Regions from separate parts of the Mus musculus genome. Here all the other regions are linked to region 2. The links are chromatin contacts, called in public promoter capture Hi-C maps. All regions are on one chromosome and are shown on one strand. The core of a region is the stretch at or near the end of the contact, and the rest is flanking DNA. Distances in the headings are between cores, read along the strand shown. Region 1 overlaps Anks1b (ankyrin repeat and sterile alpha motif domain containing 1B). Region 2 holds the start of Anks1b (ankyrin repeat and sterile alpha motif domain containing 1B). Region 3 overlaps Anks1b (ankyrin repeat and sterile alpha motif domain containing 1B).

Region 1 (2,966 bases), core at 393-2,892, 810 kb after region 2:
ATTTCTGTTTGCTGCCTGGGCTTAGAGACTACTCACAAACACCATTGAATTCAGACGGGAAAAATAAAATGCCTTTCTGCCTCTGCTGATTCTTTCCCAGTTTCTCTTCTAGTTGCACTTGCTAAATTCCAGGTTGCCTTGGAAAATCTAGGGGGAAGTTGCTTTAAAATTTGAAAGCAAGGTTGCTGTGTTCAAGACCTCCTCTAACCTGTGCGTCTACCATCAACCCAATTTTTTTTTCCTTAAAGTAAACTCATTGGATTTAAGTTTCTGTGACATCTGTATGGGAAGTTCACATTCTAAATGGGAAGGCTTTGCAAGACTTAGCTCAATAGACGTGCTACTGTGGGGGGAAAAACTCTGTCTTTAGACAGAATTAGAAAACAGAACTTTATAGCACCAAGAACTGAGAGGGGCTGGGTGGTTAGAATTTGCTTGCTTGCTTTTGTTTGTTGGTTGGTTAGTTAATGTGAGAAGGTCTTTCAAAGCTTTTGAGTAATCTCAAATTCAAGACTGTTTGATGTCATCAGAAGGGAGAAGACAAAGTTATGACCTTCGTTTATCTGAACTAATGAAGACAGGTATCGAGTGGTCCCTTATGTGATGTAGGGCCAACTCATAATTGTATTGAGCACACATAATTTGTTGTTTCCTGGCTGATAAAGGGGACGTTCGGTGATCCGGATTTAAAGTAAAGGCTTCTAGGGAACTCATAGCATGGATCAATGTAGAGTGGCTGATTGCTGTCCTTGATCACTACAGTAACTGGCTGGTTCCCATCACAGATCATTATAGCTAGCTGATGATCCCCATCCCGGGTCACTGTGGGGCGGATGGTTCACAGCCGGGATCACGGCATGGGTAGCTGATTTTAAGGGAGCCAGACTTCTCCTTGTAAAGTGAGAGCAGAAATGCAAATCCAAGCTGTCAGAGGGGCAGAGGTAAGCTGTGGAGAGGGGAGAAGAAAGAACAAGCAGGATAGCTGTTGGTAGGACTGTAAATAATGTCAGGTATCGTCAGGCACTAGAGGGGACACACCCAGAGCACATGGTAATATGCTCTCGGTTGTTCACATAAGTATAAGTTTGTGCAACCTATTTTTTGGAGGAAATGAAACAGTCCAAGTTTTTGATTTGAACATTACAAATGCTTATTTGAAATTATAATCTTTGGAAAGTCCCTAAAGACTTTTCCATGATAGTCTCTATTGGTTTTGAAAATAGAGATTATTTGAGTAAACAAATATTCGATTTGGTCACAGAGCTACCCAAAATGTTGGGCAGAGACAAAAGAATGGACATCTTACCATTAGCAGGGAGAAAGTTTTAAAGCAGGAAGCACTGTTGGTTTTGTGGGCCCAGTCCTGTCTCAAATTGGAACCTGAAATAGAGGCCAACCATTGCCCCTTTTAGCTCTCAATCTGAGTTTCATGTTCAGATCCTGACATTGGCTGATTTATTCCCATCTGGGCCACTATTGGTGATGACATCACAATCCGACCTTTCTATCTGCATTTTAGTGTTAAAGTGTGAACATGTTAGGAGTGACTGCAGGGGAAATTGTCCCCTCTGCAGACGCTAGCTCTGTGAACATCTGCTTTGAGTTATTGTCCCTCCGAAGGCTTGTTAAGGGAATTAATGACTAGTTAGCCATTCAAAGTTCCATTACTTTTTTTCTCCTCTCAGAGGTTACTCAGGCCTGACATATGGTATTAGCCACTTTGACTAATGTTTCTACTGTTAGCCACAACCTCAACAGCTCACACATTGTTTAAAAAAAAAAAATGTTATTTTTTTTTATCCCTGTGTGTCTACTAAAGAGACTTGGGTACACCCAAATACCTTAGAACACTGTTCAATCCATTAACTTGTGAATCTCATTGTAGAACCTGTGATTAATTTCTTCCCATTGACTTTTCTATTATTTACGAAGGAAATCATTCTAACCCAGGATTAGTGTATCCTGCAATACTAATAATGACAAATGTTCCTATGGAATAGGCAAAAAATAAAAATAAAAATAAAATGAATCAGGTTTCGGTACATTCTTAAATCCTTGCTCATAATAATACAGAATTGCTTAAAGAAAAACAAACAAACAAACAAATACACAAAAAAAACCTCTAATGCCGTGTTTGGTTTTTAATACCTCTGGGTAGAAGTTAATAAAGTAGCGAAGGCAGCAATACCCCCATGTATCCTGTGAAAGCTGTTTCTCATCTCCCACGGATAGCATTTGGGATTATGTTTGCAGCAGCAAATTGATTCGTTTGTCATTTGCTTCTCTCCCAGCTCCTTCTGGAACTGTGTGCTTGCATTGATGAAGGACTGGTGTACTGCTCCTCTAGGTTTCCTCAATGTTAATGATTTAATTTCTACCTTTCTGGGGGGCATTCCATGATAGCCTAACACCATAAGGACGTGGTGGGACAGCCCAGAAGGGGATAGCAACTCCACAGCAAGACCAACAGTCATCTAACCTGGACCCTTGGGGCTCCCAGAGTCTGAACCACCAACCAGAGAACAAGCACAGGCTAGACCCAGACCTCCTTGTACATATGTAGCAGATATCATGAGGGATCTGAACAGCGGGAGCCAGGGCTATCCCAAAAGCTGTTTCCCATATGTAGGATATGTTCTACTAGCTGGGCTGCCTTGTCTGGCCTCAGTGGGAAAGGAAAAGCCTAGCCTTGCAGATTGCAGAGACTTGAAGTGCCAGGGTGGGGGGATACGCAGCGGGTTGCAGCTCAGAGGAGAAGGGGAGGGGAGATGGAGGAAGGGCTATGGGAGGAGGTGACTGGGAAGGGGGCAGTGAGTGGAATGTAGAACAAATAAGTAAAAAAAAATTAATTTATTTTAAAAAAGCAAAACAAAAGAATGTTTTAGAAAGGAAACTTTCTAATTTCTCACCCATTCTTTGATAATATTTGCTCCATTGTTTTAAATGCTGTAGGTATCAAGTTCCTT
Region 2 (2,887 bases), core at 26-2,525:
GCAAGGAAAACATCCAACAAAATCAAGGCAGTCATACACAATGAACTGCTGATGATATATGCAAATCAAAGCAGCTCTCTCATCCATGCCCATTTATATTTTTCCTAGGGTGGATGTGGAAGAATTTCCAATGAGAACCCTTTTTCTGGTATTTGCACAAGTCAGCAGCTCTCCAAAGCCCGAGTAAAATTCAGGCTGATTAAAGACCCTAAAAAACCTGCAAAAGTCACAAGGCATTCAGTGGTTCAGAAACTAGGATAAACCAAACCTCTTCAGCTTCTTCCAAGGACGGACATCTCAGACTCTCACCAGAGAGGTAAAGCAAGAGGATGAAATATCCTTCAAGTCCCCCGGACTGGGACAGAAACTGCAGCAAAAGCGCCTCTTCTCAGCACCTCGTTCTCCATCACCTCCTAGTGGAAGATTTTCCCCAAGTCTGGTTACTGACTCTGGGCTTCAGGCAGAGAAGGCGCCTCAGCAGCTAGCGGGGTGATCTCCAGTACTCACACAGTTAAACCTCTTCAGAGACGGGAGAAGGGAGCAGAAGCGGGGTGGGGGGTGGGGGGAGAAGAGAGAGGAGGGAGAGGGAGCAAAGAGCGGGGAAGGAGGGAGGAGAGCGGAGGGAGCACGGAGGAGGGAGCAAGGAGGACCCCGCCCACTGGCACAGAACTGCACCCCCCCCCCAACCCCCCGCCCGCCCCACGGTCGGCCCCGGGCCGCACCTGCCGCGCGCACACGCCCCCCGCGCGCCGAGCCTCCGAGCCGCCGCCGCCGCCGCCGCCCTCCGCACGCACCCGCCGCGGCTCGTCCGCACAGCCCAGCCTCGGCGCGGGCCGCAGCCACCCCAGCCGCGGGCCGCGGCCGTCGTCCCCGTGTAAGCCCCGAGCCCGCCGGGCGCGGAACCCAGGTGGATCCAGGCTGGGCGTTTGTACGCACGGGCCTCCGCTGCCGTGGTTCGATACCCTCTAGCTCTGGGGAGGACGCGCTCGACTCGCTCCCTCCTCATCAGCCTCAGAGCGCTCCTTGAGCTCCTCAGTGCCGGAGCATCCTCCCCGCTGCTCAGCATCCTCCTGTCAGCGCCGGAGCATCCTGCTCAGGGCTCGGCGTTCTCTGAGCTCAGCATCCTCCTTCCGTTCCTCGGCAGCGCCCGGGCCCGGTCCCCACCCGCTCGCACCCCACCCGCGGGAAGGAGGCCTCGGGAATGCAGGGGAGTGGCTGTGGGGGCGCGTCGCCGCTTGGCCAGCCCCTCTGCCCAAACACAGGCTGCTCCCCATTGTAGAAGCTGCGCGGAGAGAAGGAGGACGGCGTGCTGCTCCCTGCGCGGGGCTGCAGGGAATAAGCCCGGGCATCCTTATAGGGTGGGGCGGGGAGGGCCCTGGCTTTTGGGGAGTGGACCTGGAGCAGGGAAAGGACTCTGTAGCGGACTCGGTGAGAGACTATGGGGAAGGACCAGGAGCTGCTGGAAGCTGCTCGTACTGGCAATGTGGCTCTGGTGGAGAAACTCCTATCTGGCAGGAAAGGAGGGATCCTGGGTGGTGGATCCGGACCTCTGCCCCTGTCTAATCTGCTAAGGTAAGAACTGGCACTCACTGCGGGCTCGGGGTGGTGGTGGTGGTATGCACACCCCTCGTTAGCATTGTGATGGGTACGTTCTCTCCTCAGGGTATATTGCACCTGGAGGTGTCAGCGATTCATTCTTAAATTAGACAGGAAAACAGACCGTGTGTGTGAAGAGGAGGCAAGAGCCTCCCAGTTAGACCGATGCTTTAGACTCTTGGAGTAATTTTAAAATAGCTTTTCCATCAATGCGTCAATCAGCTACTTTTCTCTAAACCGTGGTGCAGAACTTGTACATGTACTGGTGTTGCTAGAAGGAAATCGGCATGCCTGGTACTGTTTGTGTTTGCAGCTGTGAAAGCCCACCCCCTACTATTTGGCTATTTAAATGAGAAGCTTGTTGGATGCTTGCAGTTATCCTGCGAAAGCCACCGACTCCCTGGATTGCTGCTTCCTTCTTGGGCAGAAAGCATCAGCAGTGGGTAACGATCCCACAAAAACAAAGCCAGGGAACCTTCTGAGATGTCAATCAGGAGTGTGTAAAACTTGATGAGGCAGGTTGGGCAGCTTTAGTTTACTTTCAGTTTCCCAGACACAGCTGAGGGAAACATCCGGCTTGGGAAAGCGTGTGTGGAATAAATACAGCAGAGGCCTTTTAATGTTAACATGTTGCAGGTGAGACGAATATTAGTTCTCAAAGGTTCTTTCTAAGGTGACATTAAAAAAAGTCAAAGTCTTTATTCACCATACTAGAGAGAGCTAGAGAGAGCAGGGTTTGTCTGCATGTTTGAGAAACTATTAAAAGTTGAATTGAACAAATGAAATCTCTTAGGAGGCAGGAAGCCTGAAGAGCACTCAATGAAATTCAAGGAAAGCTCTTTAGTTCTCAAGTCGTGATTGTTCAGTGTGTCTTGTGTATTTTTGGAGGCATCTATCATCATACATAACTCTATCTTAAAACATCTCTTAATGGCAACTTAATGATACTTGTAAAAAAAATTAAAAGCTGGAGTGGTTTTCTTGCTTAAAAATATTTTGTATTACTTTTTATAAAAAATAAAAATAATTACACTTACTTGGTGTGTGTGTGTGTGTGCGTGTGTGTGCACGCTGTGCATGCCATCTACCCCATTCAGAAAGCAGAGGGCAACTTGTGAGAGCCTGTTTTCTCCCTCTATCATGCAGATTCAGGAAGTGGTACTCAAGTTCTCAGGTTTGAGAGCAAGCAAGCATCTTTATCCACTCAACTAGTGCAAGGCTGTGACCCTTTAATACAGTTCCTCATGTTGTGGTGACTCCCAACCACAAAATTATTTTTGTTGCTACTTTA
Region 3 (2,700 bases), core at 74-2,573, 850 kb after region 2:
ACTCAGTGTCACTGACGAGAATCAATGTGTTAAGTTCTCAGAGTGCCGGTTCTACGCCGTACATTCTAGCCACGTTGTTAATCTCCAGCTGGCATAGTCTTAAAGTGAGAAAGGCTTTGGCCCAAGCTCCGTGCTTTTGAATGTTTATCTATTCTACCTCCTCAGCCCCAAGGACTCTGCGTGAGAGTGTCACTAAGCTGGAGTCTGCCCTACAGAGCCACATGAAACTCTCACTGAGATGATCATAAGCCTCAACCAGCAGCTCTGTTGGGAGGCCGGGGGTGGGGGGAAGATACTAATTTCTCTCGGCTTCTCCAGTCACTGGAAGACTTTCAGCACTGTGTTTTATTCCAGCTCTTTGTTCCCATGAACAAGTACCATGCCAAACCCTTCAGCTGTGCGGAGTGGGCTCACTACTCAAAATGTCATCAGCAGATTCAGTTATCAGCATATGCTTTTAACTCCTCTCTGGTGTGTGTGTGTGTGTGTGTGTGTGTGTGTGTGTGTGTGTGTAGTGTGTACACATGTGCATGTCACTCATGGAAGACTTTTATGGGCCTCATTTCTTAGAACAGGGGTGCAAATGTGTATGCCCAAATCACATCGGAATGCAGAACTGCTTGCGATTTATTACCACATTTAAAGTACACACAAGATAAAGCCAAAATAATCCAAAGAGATGAGATACTCGGGGAAGGGACAGCGGATAAAATAGGGAGCCTTCATGCTAAGTTCTGATATAAATAATGCTCAGCAACGTGGCTATCAGAGCTGGTCCCCTCGTGGAGGCATCTGCCTCTTCATCCCATGTGACTAAGCCTTTTTATAGGTCTCAGGTTCCCATGGCTGTCCAGACATGTTTTGTACAGTGAGGATTAGAAACATGCCAGGGTCATAGCAGGGTAAGGTGGGAACAGATGAAAAGGAGGGGATGGTTCAGTGCGATTCCGACGACCACCGCGCTGTCACCCATGGCCACAGCAATGAAAGCGAGCCACCTTTCTGTCCATGCTACAGTTCCAGCACCAGCCCACAGAACAGAGGAGAGGGCGGCCATGCTGGCTCCTGCGTTTGTTCCTCGTGTAATGAGCAGCCGGCTCCTGGTGGGCAACTCTGGCAATCTCTCTCTATTAGGAGGCATCTGCCGCTCTGCTGTAGGGTCTCCTCTTCTTGTCATAGCAAGGAACTTTTTTCCCCCCTCATGAAAAAGAACATTTTACTCTGTGGGAAATCTGTTCCTTCTGCCTCTGCTTCTGCCCCCACCGGATGTTCTTATCGGCTCCTCGCAAGGGCACAGGCAATTATAGAGCGCTGCATCTTCACCCACACGATTCCAGGCAAATATTATAAAAAGCGTACAGATGGCTCTGGAGAAAAGTCTTCCTGCCGCTTCCAGCTCTTCCGCCTTAAGGAAGAGATAGCAGTTTCTTTTCAGTTAATACCCTCACTGTTCATTCAGTTAATCAGGGAACCAACAAACGTCTATTCAGTGTCTTGATGCTGGCACACCTGGGACCACAGGTGCGGCCTCAGCACCCACACGCTGGTCCTTCACCAAGAGAGGTTTCTCGTGGGCCACTGTGCCCCGGCCCAGAGCCCACATGACCCCTCTATAGCCTTGTCGCTTGCCTCTGGCTACCTTATCTTTTCCCCCCCTTTTCTCATTTTTTTTTTCCAAAAACATCAGCATCGTTTTGCTGCCTTGGGTTGAGCCTGCATCTTTTAACTGTGACCTACTCATTCAACCATGATTTACTTACAAAGGCCCCCATCACCAAAAAATAGAAATAAACATGACAATTAACTCCTATTGGTTTTTTGTATATATTTTGTGTCCTGTACATGTATACGTACATATATGAAATCTCATTTAATCTTTGCAACAATCTCATGAGGAAGAGGTTGCTATGATCCCATTTTAAAACTAAGTAAAAGAACTAGGCTCAAAATCACTTTTACCTAAAAGTCACCCAGTTACTTATAGCTGAAACTGTCATTTAGCCCTTCTCCCATAGCACTCAGCTGAGCAGTTACTATCTCCTAGTATTTCTGTAGCTAGCACCTCTGAGAACCAGCTTCCCTTTGTCTCATGGGCAGTAATGGCTGCCCAGCATTGAGGAGTCATGTCCACATTTAGGTTAAGGAAAGAAGAGGGATGATGTCATCCTGCTTGTGTCCCTCTCAGTGGGAATTCAGAACATTCCCAGAATCCTCTGCCAGCTTTCCTGTTACCTTTTATTAGCCAAATCATATTGTGTGGCCTCCACCAGCAGCAAGAGAAACTGGAAGGGTAAAAAGGCAATTAAAAAAAAAAAAAAAAAAAAAAACCTCTATAATGAAGGCAACAAGCTCAACGGAATCCTAGAATGCTTGTCATGCCAGTCAGATGTCAGTGTGTGTGCCACAGGTCATAACTGTTTAGACAGGATGGGAAACCACGCAAGGGCTCTAACCATTACGCTTTCCTGTGCTGCAGTGATACTGGACATTCCTTGATGAGTAAGAGGGACATGGATCTGTATCCGTAGACAGACACACACAAACCATCCACAAAACACAGGATTTCAAAATCCCCTAAATGCTAAAAGATAGAATAACAGATCTTCAAAATGTTTAAAATGGTTAGCAATTGCTTGATATTATTTTTATGGGCTGCAAGAACCCCTGCAGCCAATGTATGGAATTAGTCTTCAGTTGGTT

The links. Promoter capture Hi-C pulls out the DNA fragments that hold promoters and counts their contacts.
Region 1: a promoter capture Hi-C map of second pharyngeal arch cranial neural crest shows a contact between it and region 2, with 3 times the contacts expected there. The contact joins the enhancer-like site here to the promoter of Anks1b in region 2. A contact is called at or near these places in 8 of 39 promoter capture datasets (3T3-L1-derived adipocytes, embryonic stem cells, hippocampal neurons and 4 more), 2 of 484 Hi-C or Micro-C datasets (cerebellum and cerebral cortex) and 2 of 115 datasets of contacts at active chromatin or transcription factors (embryonic forebrain and embryonic hindbrain).
Region 3: a contact with region 2 is called in a promoter capture Hi-C map of hippocampal neurons, with 2.1 times the contacts expected there. The contact joins the enhancer-like site here to the promoter of Anks1b in region 2. A contact is called at or near these places in 5 of 39 promoter capture datasets (the 3T3-L1 cell line, embryonic stem cells, frontonasal cranial neural crest and 2 more) and 1 of 115 datasets of contacts at active chromatin or transcription factors (forebrain).

Annotation. Positions count from the first base shown.
Region 1 is chr10:90,682,464-90,685,429 of GRCm38.p6, forward strand. All of the region lies in intron 17 of Anks1b (ankyrin repeat and sterile alpha motif domain containing 1B), which reads left to right. Among named protein-coding and RNA genes, the nearest start is that of Apaf1, 400 kb to the right of the region's middle. Within about 2 kb of position 1,643, at least 2 of the 459 cell types and tissues checked have an H3K27ac peak or open chromatin away from gene starts, as enhancers often do. A contact at or near this core is called in second pharyngeal arch cranial neural crest, where this site is marked.
Region 2 is chr10:89,872,234-89,875,120 of GRCm38.p6, forward strand. It overlaps Anks1b (ankyrin repeat and sterile alpha motif domain containing 1B), which reads left to right and starts at 1,276. Exons shown (of 27, transcript NM_001359241.1): 1 at 1,276-1,572. The coding sequence starts at 1,439.
Region 3 is chr10:90,722,953-90,725,652 of GRCm38.p6, forward strand. The region is part of intron 17 of Anks1b (ankyrin repeat and sterile alpha motif domain containing 1B); the gene reads left to right. Among named protein-coding and RNA genes, the nearest start is that of Apaf1, 360 kb to the right of the region's middle. Within about 2 kb of position 1,324, at least 29 of the 459 cell types and tissues checked have an H3K27ac peak or open chromatin away from gene starts, as enhancers often do. A contact at or near this core is called in forebrain and hippocampal neurons, where this site is marked.